Linked DNA regions of Sus scrofa: regions 2 and 3 are each linked to region 1. Evidence: chromatin contacts called from public HiChIP or PLAC-seq data. All regions are on one chromosome and are shown on one strand. Each heading gives the region's core, a stretch centred on a gene start, on an enhancer-like site or on the middle of the called end of the contact. The rest is flanking DNA. Distances are from core to core; before and after follow the strand shown.

The links. HiChIP or PLAC-seq counts read pairs in DNA pulled down with a chosen protein or histone mark.
Region 2: an H3K27ac HiChIP or PLAC-seq map of alveolar macrophages shows a contact between it and region 1. The contact joins the promoter of MOB1B here to the promoter of UTP3 in region 1. A contact is called at or near these places in 2 of 2 datasets of contacts at active chromatin or transcription factors (alveolar macrophages and skeletal muscle).
Region 3: an H3K27ac HiChIP or PLAC-seq map of skeletal muscle shows a contact between it and region 1. The contact joins the promoter of GRSF1 here to the promoter of UTP3 in region 1. A contact is called at or near these places in 1 of 5 promoter capture datasets (fetal liver), 1 of 47 Hi-C or Micro-C datasets (liver) and 2 of 2 datasets of contacts at active chromatin or transcription factors (alveolar macrophages and skeletal muscle).

What each region holds. Positions count from the first base shown.
Region 1 is chr8:67,474,058-67,478,894 of Sscrofa11.1, forward strand. It overlaps UTP3 (UTP3, small subunit processome component homolog (S. cerevisiae)), which reads left to right and starts at 1,914. Exons shown (of 1, transcript NM_001142835.1): 1 at 1,914-3,530. The coding sequence starts at 2,042. The coding sequence ends at 3,466.
Region 2 is chr8:67,645,859-67,650,695 of Sscrofa11.1, forward strand. MOB1B (MOB kinase activator 1B) reads left to right here and starts at 2,004. Exons shown (of 6, transcript XM_003129073.4): 1 at 2,004-2,341. The coding sequence starts at 2,328.
Region 3 is chr8:67,605,577-67,610,413 of Sscrofa11.1, forward strand. It overlaps GRSF1 (G-rich sequence factor 1), which reads right to left and starts at 1,846. Exons shown (of 10, transcript XM_003129072.4): 1 at 1,315-1,846. The coding sequence starts at 1,668.

The DNA.
Region 1 (4,837 bases), core at 664-3,163:
AATGGATAATGTGCCTTTGAATTTACTATAGCATGAAGCATTCTGTTACAATTAGTAACCAGCCAATATTTGCTGAATGACAAAACCTGTTTAAACCTACATTCAAAAATGATTTCTGGAGTTCCCTGGCAGCTGACCATGAGTTCCTGTTGTGGGAGCCCTGTCCCAGGTTTCTGTGCTGGATTTGCTAATAAAATCTGTTTCCGCATGTACTTATTTTTTTCTTTTCACAGCCACACATGCAGCATATTGAGGCTCCCATGCTAGGATCAAATAAGAGCTGCAGCTGAGGACTACACAGAAACTTGAAGCAACACTGGTTCCTTAACCCAATGAGCGAGACCAGGGATTGAATCCCCATCCTCACAGACACTATGTTAGGTTCTTAACCTGCTGAGCCACAAAAGGAACTCCCCCACATGTATCTTTTTTTTTTTTTTTTTTTTTTTTTTTTTTTTTTTTTGACCCAGCCAGCAGCATGCAGAAATTCCCTGACCAGGGACAAACCTGTGCCACAGCAGCAACCCCAGGTGCAGCAGAGATGACTGGGGATCCTTATCCAGCTGAGCCATCAGGGAATTCCTCCACATGGAAACACTGAAGATACTGGAGTTGGACTTAATGACTCCTAAAATCCACTCCGGCTCAGGTTAGCTCCCTTAGGGATGTTAACAGCCTTGTGCACCATTCATTCACTCCGTTTGCGTAGCACGAGATAGATAATCAAATACTGTCATTTCAGTAGTCATTAAACAATTCTTCATTCAACACTTACCCTGTGCCAGACACTGTATGGGGTACTCGTGTTCACAGAGCTCTACCAGATGATACAGGGGGTTAGAGAAGAGATCCAAGAGGTGATGCTTAAGCTGTCTCTTCAATACAACAGAAATTTCCCAAATTTGGGCGGGAGCACTTGGTAGTTAGGGGGGCGAAGGGGAGGTAGGTGTACAAAAACAATGATGTAAAAGGCATGTTGAGCGTTTTCAGCAGCTGAAGGCTGGGTAACATAGGACAAGTGTTCACAGCATTCCTGCGAAGTACATGTAATTTGGCACGTTTTGTGTAATTACTTGCTTAATGCGTGTCCCCTGCTGGACCTCAGGTGCCACGACTTCAGGAGCAGCACCTGCTGCCGCCCACCGTGGTTCTCCCAGAGTCTAACACGCTGCCTTGTGCTCGTTAGGCGTTGAAGAATTCCTAAAGGGTCTGCCCCTGAGAGTTAAAACGTGTCATTTCCAAAATATCTCTAAGAGTGAACCTTTTCCACTAAAAGGAAGAGAAATCGAGGTGCCCTCTGCAGCCAACTTCAGCTCCTCAGAAAGTCTAACTCCAGAGAGCGGCTCTTGCCTTCCCAACGCCACCTCTCGGAAACACTCAGGGACACAAATCCCCCGACATCCCCGAGGCCTGAGGGCAGGGAGCGGGAGGTGGGCCACCTTCCGTCCCGCAGGACGCCCACGCCAGGACTCTCTATTCCAGGCGCGCCGCCGCCGCCGCCTCAGGCTATGGTGCCCAGATACGTCGTATTTAGAAGTTGTGGAGACAGAAACAACTTGATTAACCTTCAGCGGAGAAGACAAAACAATGCCAAATGGTCACCTGAACTGGACTGGGTGCCAGCGACGCCCAGTACAGGCGCAGTACAACTCGCCTCTCAGCCCCGGACCTCTCTTAGGCACAGAGCTAAAGCGCCCTCTGATGGTCTCTCCGCGACTTCTCCTCGCGCTTCGCTAGCCTTCCCCCCCAAGCCACGCCCAGGCTCGCGAGAGTAAGAACTGAAGTCTTCCAAAAGCGTTCTGCGGAACTGAACTTCTGCGTAACTCTCGTTCCTGTACGGAAAGAGCTGAGGGACCAACCGGAAGGCCTGTTCACCCACCTCAGGGAGCATCCTGGGGGCCGGAAGAAGGTGGAAAGTCCTGCATCCACTTGGAGCGCGTGGCTGTCATAGAGGCGGCGTATTGCTGCACCGCGTGGGTACTGTGCGGAGGTCGGAGGTCGCCGAAAGCCTGACGTCTGTGTAGAACCTGAGACGCGAGCTATGGTGAGGAGATCGCAGCGGCGAGGAGCGGCTAAGTGGGCCGCTCTGCGATCCAAGGCAGGTCGCGGTCCAGTGGAGGAAAATGAAGACGATTTAGAATCTCCGCCCTCACCAGGGGACTCCAGTTACTACCAAGATAAGGTAGATGACTTCCATGAGGCCCGATCTCGGGCCGCATTGGCTAAGGGCTGGAGCGAAGTAGAGAGTGGGGACGAGGAGGAGGATGGCGATGAGGAGGAGGAGGTGCTTGCTTTAGATGTTGCTGATGAGGACGACGAAGATGGAGAGAGTGCAGGGGATGAGGAGGAGGAAGAGGAGGATGGTGGAAGCTCCGTGGAGAGTGAGGCTGAGGCCTCGGTGGATCCCAGCTTGTCGTGGGGTCAGAGGAAAAAAGTTTACTATGACACGGACTATGGGTCCAAGTCCCGAGGCCGGCGGAGCCAACAAGAAGTAGAAGAAGAGGAAAGAGAGGAGGAGGAGGAGGCACAGCTCATTCAGCGGCGCTTAGCCCAGACCCTGCAGGAGGACGATTTTGGAGTCACCTGGGTGACTGCCTTTGCAAAACCAGCACCTCAAGTAAATGAGGCTGAGACACGCGTCGTGAAGGATTTGGCGAAAATTTCAGTGAAAGAGAAGCTGAAGATGCTGCGGAAGGAATCACCAGAGCTCTTGGAGCTGATAGATGACCTGAAAGTTAAGTTGACAGAGATGAAGGATGAACTGGAGCCATTGCTCCAGTTGGTGGAGCAAAGAGTCATTCCACCTGGAAAAGGAAGCCAGTACCTGAGGACCAAGTACAACCTCTACTTGAACTACTGCTCCAACATCAGTTTTTATTTGATCCTGAAAGCTCGGAGAGTTCCTGCACATGGACATCCTGTCATAGAAAGGCTTGTTACCTATCGAAATTTGATCAACAAGCTGTCAGTTGTGGATGAGAAGCTGTCCTCTGAGATTCGTCATCTACTCACACTTAAAGATGGTGCTGGAAAGAAAGAACTGACCCTAAAAGTAAAATCCACGAAGGCTAAGCCAAAATCTGTTTCAGAGACTTCAGCTGCTGCTGTTACAGACCTTTCTGATGATTCTGATTTTGATGAAGAAGCTGCACTGAAATACTATAAAGAAATAGAAGACAGGCAAAAATTGAAGAGAAAGAAAGAAGAAAATAGTACTGAAGAACAAGCTCTTGAAGATCAAAATGCAAAGAGAGCCATTACTTACCAGATTGCTAAAAACAGGGGACTTACCCCTAGGAGAAAGAAGATTGATCGTAATCCCAGAGTGAAACACCGGGAGAAGTTCAGAAGAGCCAAAATCCGAAGAAGAGGCCAGGTTCGGGAAGTTCGTAGAGAAGAGCAACGTTATAGTGGTGAACTGTCTGGTATTCGTGCTGGAGTTAAAAAGAGCATTAAGCTTAAGTAAAGTTTTTGCTTGGCTTAAGTTTTTTGGTAATATTTTTAGAACAATAAATTTTTTTTATTTTTAACTGGTGAAGTGGCTATATTAATATTTAGTCTCTAACCTTAAAGTTCTTGTCAGTAGTGAAATTTCTTTGGGTTATTTGTTCAATTCATTTGTCTTTTACTTTGTAATCAGATCATACATACTAATAAGTGTGGGAGCAATTTGAAGCTGCATGGGTAAAGAGATGGTATTGAAAAAAGTTCTCTAACATTCTGTCAAATAGTAGCTAAGGGAAATTGCACAGCTAGTTGTGGAGCAAGAAATAAACTTAGAATATTTTTATAATTTTTTAGGTAAAGTGAAGAGAATGCACTTTTGAAAATATCTTACTTCTAAGATAACCTACAAATCAGTTCTGACATTTCATTTACCTAAAGCATAATTCTTTTTTTTTTTTCTCTCTCTTTTCTTGAGCAGCTCCCGCGGCATATGGAGGTTCCCAGGCTAGGGGTCTAATGGGAGCTGTAGCCTCCCGCCTACACCAGAGCCACAGCAACGCGGGATCTGAGCCGTGTCTGCGGCCCACACCACAGCTCACGGGCAACGCCGGATCCTTAATCCACTGAGCAAGGCCAGGGAACTGAACCCGCAACCTCATGGTTCCTAGTCAGATTCGTTAGCCACTGTGCCACAACGGGAACTCCTAAAGCATAATTCTAGAGTAGGGTTTAATGTTAAGAATTTTATACATTTTATGTTGGTAAAAGTTTAGGAATGAAGAGGAACTTGGTTAAAAATAGACATATGCCTTACTTATGTTAATTGTGAATATTTTTAATACTCCCTAATATGGTAAATATGATAAAAATTCCATTTCCCCTTTGGTGACTTGCAGTGGTTCTTTGTACACTCCACTCTTTTTACACTGCTGAAAACCTAATATAATTACTAGTGGGAAAGAGGTAACAAATTTATTTTTTTTTACAGTTACTCTGGTCTTTACAGTAGGGAAAGATGATAAGATGGTGAACTTAAAAAGTCTTAGGATGATGCCAGGGGAGACAGTGAGAGGACTAGTGAAGGAAAGAACCAAGGACATCTTAACTATGTCACTGCTTATTCATTAAACATTGTGCCAGCTGCTGGAAATGCAGAGATGGTCATTGGTTAATATTTACTAAAACACTTGCCATAACTTTGTGAGATGAGGCTGTTCTATCAGAAATGAGAACACCAAAATTCCGGGAGGTTAACTTTCTAATGAACACATGCTTAGGATTTGGACCCAATCCAGTTTAATTTGAGCTTTCATTTTAACCTTTGGCTTACCAGCTGCTGCCTCAGACTAGCACACATGCCACATTATTTTGTTTTCTTATAAACAAAAGA
Region 2 (4,837 bases), core at 754-3,253, 170 kb after region 1:
GCATCCATGGCATATGGAAGTTCCCAGGCTAGGGGTCGAATTGGTGCCACAGCTGCTGGCCTACACCACAGCCACAGCAATGCCAGATCCGAGCTGAGTCTGTGACCTACACCACAGCTCACGGTAACGCTGGATCCCCGACCCACTGAGCTAGGCTAGGGATCCAACTCGAGTCCTCATGGATACTAGTTGGATTCGTTTCACTCCGCGACGATGGGAACTCCCAAAGCCCTTATTTTAAAGGGGTGAAACTGTTGTACTAACAGGTTAACAGACTTACTTTTGCCAAAGTAAAAGATAATATCCCAATCTGGTAACTCAAGTCTTACTTTTAGAAGACTCTTAAGGAATTGTATAGTCTATCAGTGTCATATCAAGATCTGGAACACAGGGCCTCTATATCATATATCCATTTTTTTTTTTTTTTTTTTTGCTTTTTAGGGTCGCTCCTGAGGCTAGAGGTCCAATCAGAGCTAAAGCTGCTGGCCTACACCACAGCCACAGCAACGCAGGATCTGAGACACGTAATGCAACCTACACCACAGCTCACTGCAATGACAGATCCTTAACCCACTGAGCAAGGCCAGGGTTCAAACCCGCAACCTCATGGTTCCTAGTCAGATTCATTTCTGCTGCACCACGACGGGAACTATTTTCATTTTAGTAAGATAACTCCTCTTTTCCCCTCGTTTCCAACATCTTTGGAACCTTTAAGTCTTTTCAAATTATTCCAGTGACCTCTGCTATTCCTGAGATAGTATCAAGGCTTCAATATTTTTTTCTGTTTTTAAAAATGGTTTGATTTACTGACATGCCAAACTACTAGTATGTAAACGCAACAGAATACCTTTCATATTGGCACCTCCTTCAGGTCCATTAGCCGAGGGTGGTTTACTAGCCGCACATAATTTATGCTTTGTTTAGATTCTTTGAAAAGTTACTTGTAGATTTAGTGGGTGTTTTAAAGAAGATGGACGTCTCTTTGCAATATAAACGGTTACCCAAAACGATAAAGCTGTGGTGGGCTGGTCATCGGTGGCAATTCTGATAAAGCATTTCCGAGGTTAAAGTCCATTATAGCCATTTGGCACATGATACACAAAACATTCTAGCAGTTAGAAAAGATTAGTCCCCCTTACTGAGGGACTTGCATTTCACACACTGAAGGGACCCAGGGCAAGGCTTTATAATCCATTTAAGAATGCTCCACGTATCTTGAATAGGCCATCACATCAATTTTCCCAGCTGCTGACGACGGCCTCACTTGCCTGTTAGTGACGGACTTTGACCATCTCCTAGTTCAGGGTTTTAAAATATGCCCATAAAATGACAACTTGGGGAGTTCCCGTCGTGGCGCAGTGGTTAACGAATCCGACTAGGAACCATGAGGTTGCAGGTTCGGTCCCTGGCCTTGTTCAGTGGGTGAAGGATTGGGCGTTGCTGTGACCTGTGGTGTAGGTTGCAGACGCGGCTCGGATCCCGCGTTGCTGTGGCTCTGGCTAGGCCGGTGGCTACAGCTCCGATTCGACCCCTAGCCTGGGAACCTCCATATGCCGCAGGAGCGGCCCAAAGAAATAGCAAAAAGACAAAAAAAAAAAAAAAAAAAACCAAAAACTTAGATCCTTTCCTCTCATCTGGCGGAACCACACCCTAACCATTCCAACCAGATGAAACTCTCTCCTGTTTTTTATACACTTAGCAGAGAGACTCCGTAACCTTTCATCTGGGCACTCAGTGGGCAGAACTCTGGTGGCAATTCCATCCCTCACTGCAGGACCCTGACATGCGGGCGCTGAAGCCCATTTCCTTCCTGACCTCTAGGCAGCTCCGAGTGCTTTGCCACGACCCCCACCCGGGCAGACTGGACTGACCCACGGGCTGGCCCTTGCGTACTCGTGGGGCGTGGTCCAGGGCTGCGAAGGTGTCCAGACCAAGAGAGACCCGGGACCATAACGGGAGGGGTGGGGTGGGCGCGCGCCTCTCTCGCGAGAGCTCGCTGGTGGAGGCCGAGAGGGGCTGGGGACCAGGAGGTGGGGAATAGCTCGGCGGCTGCGACGCAGTTCTCCCGGGAGCAGGCGAGCCTCCCTTTCCCCGCCTCCCTTCGCTTCCCCTCCCATTGAGTGATTCAAGCCGTGCGCTTCCCACTTCCGCCCCCTCTGCCTGCCATTGGAACTAGCAGAGCCGAAGAAGTTGCGGCCGCCGAGCAGCCGGCGCTCCCCGCCTCCTCTTCGTCCTCGTCCTTCTCTTCCTCTCCTGGCCTGGCCTGGCCGCCGCCGCCGCCCAGAGGCCTCGCGACCGCCGAGCCCGCAGCCCGCCCCGCGGCCGACATGAGCTTCTTGTTGTGAGTAGCCGGACCCCGCGCGCGCCGGCTTTGTTCAGGCGACCTGGGCCGCGGCCCCCACCGCCTGCCTTGTCTCTCGCTGCTCGCGCCGGGCGTCCCCACCGCGCAGGTCTCCGGGAACCTGACCCAAGAGCTCGCGGAGCCTGATGGCCGCCGCCTCCCGAACCCGCTTCGAGCACGCAGGGACTCCTCCAGCCCCCTCTCTCTACCTCGACCCCAAACTCGACACATCCGATTTCTGCTCCCGCATTTCTGCATCACCACAGCCTTTGCTCGTGTTCCTCTCTTGCGTGTGTTTGCACGCTTAGAGACCTCCCACTCTCCTGCACGGCCTGTTTCCGACGCGTGCCGGTTGCCGTCTCCGTCTGCCCTGCCCATTGCTTTTTTCTAGGTTCTGAGCACAGAAGATAGAGCTTTCTACTTGCTCCTTTCACCCCAGGACCCTTTCACTCCCACTTAGGTTTTAGGAGTGGAAAGTTGGGGTGATAAGTCTTGTGAAGGTAACACTTTAACGAGGCTGCTTGTGGGCCAGGATCCCCTGGTGACAGCCTGGGGTCTTGGGGGCTGGAGCGCCTTGCTTTCTCGAGGTGCCCCCTCCTGCCGGTGTGCTCCCCTGAAGAGTAAGGCTTTATCCTTTTAGACAACCACCAAGTAGGGTCTGGGTGTGTGCCCTGGGTTGCTTAGGTCCACTGGGGAGTTGTTTTGCAAATCATTTGTAAATAGCAACTCAACGTCACATTTAGTGCTGGTCATTATTTCCCTTATCGTTTATTGCAGACGAGTTGAGGGTGGATGGGCAGAAAGATAGGGTGGCTGGATGGGAGTTTGGTGGAAGCAGGCAAGCCTCAGGTCCTCATAAAACAGGACCTCACACCCCGGGGAATTACTTTTTTGAAGGCTTTGTTGTGATTCATCTCTGTTTCTTCTGTGCTTAGAAAGCTAATAAAAAATTGGAATTAAAACCCACCCTATATGTCTTTTACTGTTGTGGAGAAAATTAGCATTTATATTTTCTGTTCCAGTTTTCTTTTTTCCCCCACATCCCATAATTTTTTGTCATCACATTGATACCTGAATTTTGAGAATTTAACCCTTATTTTCACAAGCTGATATCTCCAATGTTAATCCTTTTTAGGGTGTTTAAGCAAAACTGAGTGATCACAGAAGGCTAACCCGCAGGCGAGCTTGCCAATATTTCTAGTGAGCACAGAGACATCTGGCTTGTGTCAACCTGCCTAACACGTTTGAGCTTGTGAAACCTCTCTTAGGCTCATCCTAGAAGTGGATTCTGAGTTTGTCAGATAGATAGTGCTAGATGAGATGACTGAGCAACTTGGAAGTCTTTGTTTCCTATTTTAGTTTGACTCAAGATATCCAGGCATTTGGGCTTGCAGCTTCTTCTCACCTTGAGTAGTTTTTACATTACCCATGTTAGGTTTCTTCATAAAGTTAGAAGCTGTCTTTGAAATAGCAATGTAGATGCGGTCGTTGGCTGCTTCTGAAGGGCCTGTGTTTCTTGGAACTCCTAGGTAAAATTGATTGAAGCAGGGAAGAACTGTATTTAGCTGAAACTAGGCAATAGAGAAAGTTTTGGTGGTATTTTCTGAATAAAAATACAATAGTACCCTACTTTTCCATGGCTCAGTATTTAATACTTACAGAAATGTGGTGGTTTAAGTTCATTTCTCCTGAAGCATATTAGCTACATAAGAAAAATCTTCCCATAACTACTGTATATAAGCACATTAGTGGGTCTGTACTATTTGGAACACAATTTTTCGGTCAGGTCACATGTAACAATTAGTAAATTCTCAACATATTTTGCTGGTGGGCTTGACAGTCCAAAAATTTAATCTAACATTTTTTTGGTTTTGATTTTTCCACCAGCAGTTTAGAAACAGAAGTGAAGACCTTATACATAGGTATATTTATTATCAGAAGTGAAAGAACAAAGTTTTGGTTATTATCTCCTTGCTGGTGTAGTTACTTTCCTGAATAGTATTTCTGTACCAACAGATAAGCAAAGAAAAAAAAAAGAGCTGCAGTTTAGGAGTTAAATACAAACACTTTCCTCCAGTTCTTGGGAGCTTACTTGTAAGGCTGTTATAAGTGGATGAAGCTGAGGAAATAAGGGCAGTGTGAGATAGGGTTATGAAGGTGATGATTCATAACTCCTGAGGGCTTTAAGATAGAAGAATTATTGATTTAAAAAAATCATTCAGGAGTTCCCACTGTGGTGTAGTGGGTTAAGAATCTGACTGCAGGGAGTTCCCATCATGGCTTGGTGGTTAACGAACCCGACTAGTAACCATGACGTTGCAGGTTTGATCCCTGGCCGGCTCAGTGGGTTGAGGATCTTGCGTGGCTGTGATGTAGGCTGGCAGCTACAGCTCTAATTCAACCCCCAGCCCAGGAACCTCCATGTGCCATGGGTGTGGCCCTAAAAAAAAAAGAAAAGAAGCTGACTGCAGTAGCTTGGGTGACTGCAGAGGCATG
Region 3 (4,837 bases), core at 596-3,095, 130 kb after region 1:
GGAAGACAATTTAGGCTTTAACTCAAGTGATTTGGATTCTACTGGGCTAAGGAGAGAGATACTTCACTCCTTTGTATGTTTCCATCATTTCTGTGAAGACACAATTTTATGGAAGCAATAATAAATGTAAACACAGTATAACATTAGTAGAGGCTCAGCAGATATCATTATACTAGTCAAGTTCACAGAAAAGAAAAATCCAGGAGAGAGAATAGCCAGCTCACAAAGGCTTATTAAAGATAGCATGTTTTTTGATAAAGCTAACATTCCCCATTTTCCCAGAATTCCATAAGCATCACAAGCTTCTACAGGAAAGGGCAGCAGAAAGTATTGGGCCAGGATTCAAATCAATTAGCTCAGCCACTGGCAGACAGCAGCCATGCAGATTAGCTTCCCAGTTTCCCTAAATTCAAGGATAAGTACAAAATGGATTAAGAGGAACATGACCCAAGGCATCAGGAACCTTGATAAAGTGTCCTGACATTTCCCAGATGCCACGTAACAAGCAGAAAGCTTCCTACGAGGCACCATAATATTTGCAATCTGAGTAGTTAAACACAACAATGACTTTAAAAAAATACTGTAGACTTACTCCCAGGTCCCCAAACCATGGCCTTTGCCCCAGACGCCGCCTCTCCTCGGTCCCCCTCCCCCATTTTCACAGCCGCCCAAACTGTCCTTCCCAGCGGCGGCGACCCGCGGTCCTAAAGGACCTTCTGTCAAGAGTAAGTGGAGGTGCAACGGTGACCTTCAGTAATTGGGGCAGCCCGCCTTTCCCCGGGGACACGAGCAAGAGGACAGCGCTGGGGACCTGGCTCCTTCCCCACAAACCCAGCCCACGCAAGTATGTGCGTGAACCTAAGCATCAGCGGGCCGAGAGGCTCGCCCAGGCCGCTAGGCCTGGTGCTCGGGCGGCACGCAAAGTCCCAGCCCTCCGCGGGGTCCAGCCTCCCAACTTCACAACCAGCGGGCACACAGCGACAGGGATGCGCGGTGGGGACGTCAGCAGCCTCACAAAACCTACCATGGGCCGGCGGGAAACAAGGCCTCAACATTCACCCCCAGCCACACTTACACTGCCCAACCGACCAGAGACTCGAGAAGAGAACAAAACAAGGAGAACACCCGAGGCCTGGGAGAGCGTCCCTTGTTCTGGGGCCCAATAGGAGGACTGGGCGGGCGGGGGCGGGAGGGGGGTGCGGCGCGTGCCGCGGATCCCCGGGCGCGCACGTGAGGCGCACGCGGGGGGCGCCGGGGCGCGTGCGCGTGGCCGGGGAAGGGTCCCGCGCGCGGCCTCGCTCGGCGTCCACGTACCTGGCAGTAACCCCGCGCCGGACCCGCGGCCGCCGTCAAAGACGGCGATAGCAGAGGGGCGCGCAGGGCCGGGTAGGAGGCGGCAGCCGTCGCGGCGGCGGAGGCGGCCGCGGGGGGAGGCCCCGCCAGCCTCCCGGCAGGGGCAGGCCCGATCTGGAGGCCCCGCGTGTGCGAGGCGGCGGCCGCCGCGGCACCGAGCAGCAGCAGCAGGCGGCGACGGCCCGAGACGCCCGACGGGAAGGAGCCGGCGGTCGAATAAAAGGGCAGGCAGGCGGCGCCGGTGCGCCGGCAGCTGCTGCAGTTGCAGCCGCAGCCCCGGAGCAGCGCCCCGAGCACCCAGCGCGTCCCGGCCATGGACTCTGGAGGCGGCGCAGGGCCTGAAGGCGGCTGCGGCTGCAGCGCGAGCGAAGGGGAAGCGGAATCCAGGGCCGGGGAGGGGTTGCCGGGCACATGCGCCGCGGGTACCGGGGGCAGCGGCGAGTCAGGAGGAGGCGGAGGAGAGCTCGCGGCTCCGCCCGGGCTCCGCCCTCGGGGCGGTGCTGCCCGCGAGCCGGGTGGGGCTGGGGCGCTGCCTCGACCGCCTGGCTGGTGTTTCCCCTGGTGGAAACAGTCCTGAAGGCGACGAACCTTCCCGCTCTGGGCGGCCTGAAACCTGGAACCCGGAGCTACCGACGCCCCGCAATTTACCCCCAGTCCTTTGACGTGGGAGGGGGGCGAAAGGGCTCTTTCTGGAAGGAACTGAGGTACGCCAATTGTAAAAAGAGGTTGGGCTGATAACATCGGCGAAGGTTGAATAACGCCCCCTGCCCCCCCCCCCCAGCTTGAGTGCGGTGCTGAAGGCCAACTTTATTTTGCTTTTTGTTTTTTGTTTTTGTCTTTTTGCCATTTCTTGGGCCGCTCCCGCGGCATATGGAGGTTCCCAGGCTAGGGGTCCAAACGGAGCTGTAGCCGCCAGCCTACACCAGAGCGGGATCCGAGCCGCGTCTGCAACCTACACCACAGCTGACGGCAACGCCAGATCCTTAACCCACTGAGCAAGGGCAGGGATCGAACCCGCAACCTCATGGTTCCTAGTCGGATCTGTGAACCACTGAGCCACGATGGAAACTCCCAACTTTGTTTTAAAATGAAATATATAGATACTCATTCTGTGCTAATAAGATCTAAAGGTAGCCTCCCGCTGTTGGGAAGTTCACTCTAGACCACTTCATGAAAAATCCGTATTAGTACCCGTTTTCACTACTGGAAAGAAATATGCGATTTTCACTTTGATGGGGAAAGGCAAAAATTGAAAATAGCATTGTGTTTGTTTTGTAGCAGCGGCGGTCGAGGCTGAGGTGGTCCCACCGACCTCCCTCCTGGGAAGCTGTACTCAGCGTCTCCCTGCCACGGCTTTGAACTGTGTTTTTGAGCAGCTCTGCTTTATCTCCTTGGCAACCTATGTTCTGGGATAACTGCTTCCTCATCTTATGCCATTTTGGCTCCAAAAGGTTTCTTAGGAACTCTCTGCTTTCAGATAGGGGGTGAAACCTGTGTAACAACGACTAAAGCCTCCCATGAGGATTTCGTGTATTCACAAGTGGACAGGCAGAGGTCTGTCCAAGGACTGGTTGTGCAGTTTCCCTCCTCATGTGTGGAGGACCTGGCTCAGGTTAGTAGGCAAAAGAGAGTTCAGAGACTGAAAAATAGAAAAAGCTAAAAAATTTAGATTTTCTGTTGTGGAAATTCTCAAAGAAAAGTATAATGAATGAACTTTAATGAATTTCAGAAATTATCAACATTTTTCATTCTGGTTTCATTTGTCCTCACCACCACCACCATCCCCCCATTTTTTTCCTTTACTGGAATATTTTAAAGGAAACCCCAAAGATCATGTCAATCACCTTTTCAGTATCCATCTTAAAGTGATAATGACTTTTAAAAAATGGGGGTTCTCATCGTGGCTCAGCAGAAACAAATCCAACTAGGAACCACGAGGTTGCAGCTTCGATCCCTGGCCTCGCTCAGTGGGTTAAGGATCTGGTGTTGCCGTGAGCTGTGGTGTAGGTCTCAGACGAGGCTCGGATCTGGTGTGGCTGTGGCTGTGGCGTAGGTCAGCAGCTGCAACTCCGATTTGACCCCTAGCCTGGGAACCTCCGTGTGCCTTGGGTATGGCCCTGAAAAAGACAAAAAAAAAAGACATTGAGATGAGTTGCACTAAAAAACAAAATTCAACCGAGTGAAATTTAAAGATTTTATTGGCTTTATTCAACAGTTTTTTAATTTGGCAGTGTCCCATCTAACAGATAAAAAGGCGCTCCCAGGAACTGTACAAAATGAAAGACTTTTATAGACAGAAGATGTGGACTAAGGAAGTCATACTAACAAAAAGTGGCTTGGTTTTGTCAAGGTTACTTTCCCTTAGGGGATGGTGGAGGTCTATCAGGAAGATTACCTCACTACTGCTGACCAGGTAATTCTTGATTGACTAGTTTAAGATTCCATTTCTGGGAAAGCCCAAAAGTGTAATTAGGTTTGGTGATGCAAGGCTTAGCATTAGTGACTCCATTTTGGACCTGTTTCCTTGTTTTCAACAATTGGTTTAAAGTATGTAAGATTATTGCATTTAAATTTGAGTTATGGCGTTCCCATCATGGCACAGTGGAAGCGAATCCGACTAGGAACCATGAGGTTATGAATTCGATCCCTGACCTTGCTCAGTGGGTTAAGGATCCAGCGTTTCGGTGAGCTGTGTGTAAGGTCACAGACGTGGCTCTGATCTGGCATTGCTGTGGCTCTGGCATAGGCTGGCAGCTACAGCTCCTATTCGATCCCTAGCCTGGGAACCTCCATATGCCTCAGGTGCTGCCCTAAAAAGGAAAAAAAAAAGAAAGAAAAAAATTGAGTTGTTTACTCTGGTCTAATACATTTAGGAAAGTTCATGTTCCCTAGAAAACCCTTACCTCATTTAAAAAAAAAAAAAAAAGTGAAGAACAGGAAAAAAATGTGACTGGTTTGGCTCTATGGACCTGGAATATCAAAGAAAAGGGAACTTTCTCTGAAAGATTTAGGAATCCTAGAGATTGTTTTTTCTTAAATCTCCCATTCAAGAAGGAAAACAGTTTAGCCCTTTCTAATAGATTATTGCTACAAATCACAGTTTGTAGACATCTAAGGGATTCTGCCGATATTTACTCCTGCCTTCATCTTTAAAACCAAAGCCATCATCCATATTGTGCAAACCTGAATGGATTAGAAACCTAAATACATAGAATAAGATCTTGGAGATTATAATTAGGAGAAACACCTATCAAAATGAAAAGCTTTAAATTTTTTTTGGCCTTGCCCATGTCATGTAGAAGTTCCTGGGCCAGGGATTGAACCCATACCACAGCAGCCACCCGAGCCATTGCAATGACAATGCCAGATTTTCCCTTGTACCACAAGGGAACAGGAAGTTTTCATTTTTATTTAGAGGAAGTTGGGAGAATATGACAGAGAAAAGAAATGAACTTTGAACAATTATTAATTCATATAACAAACA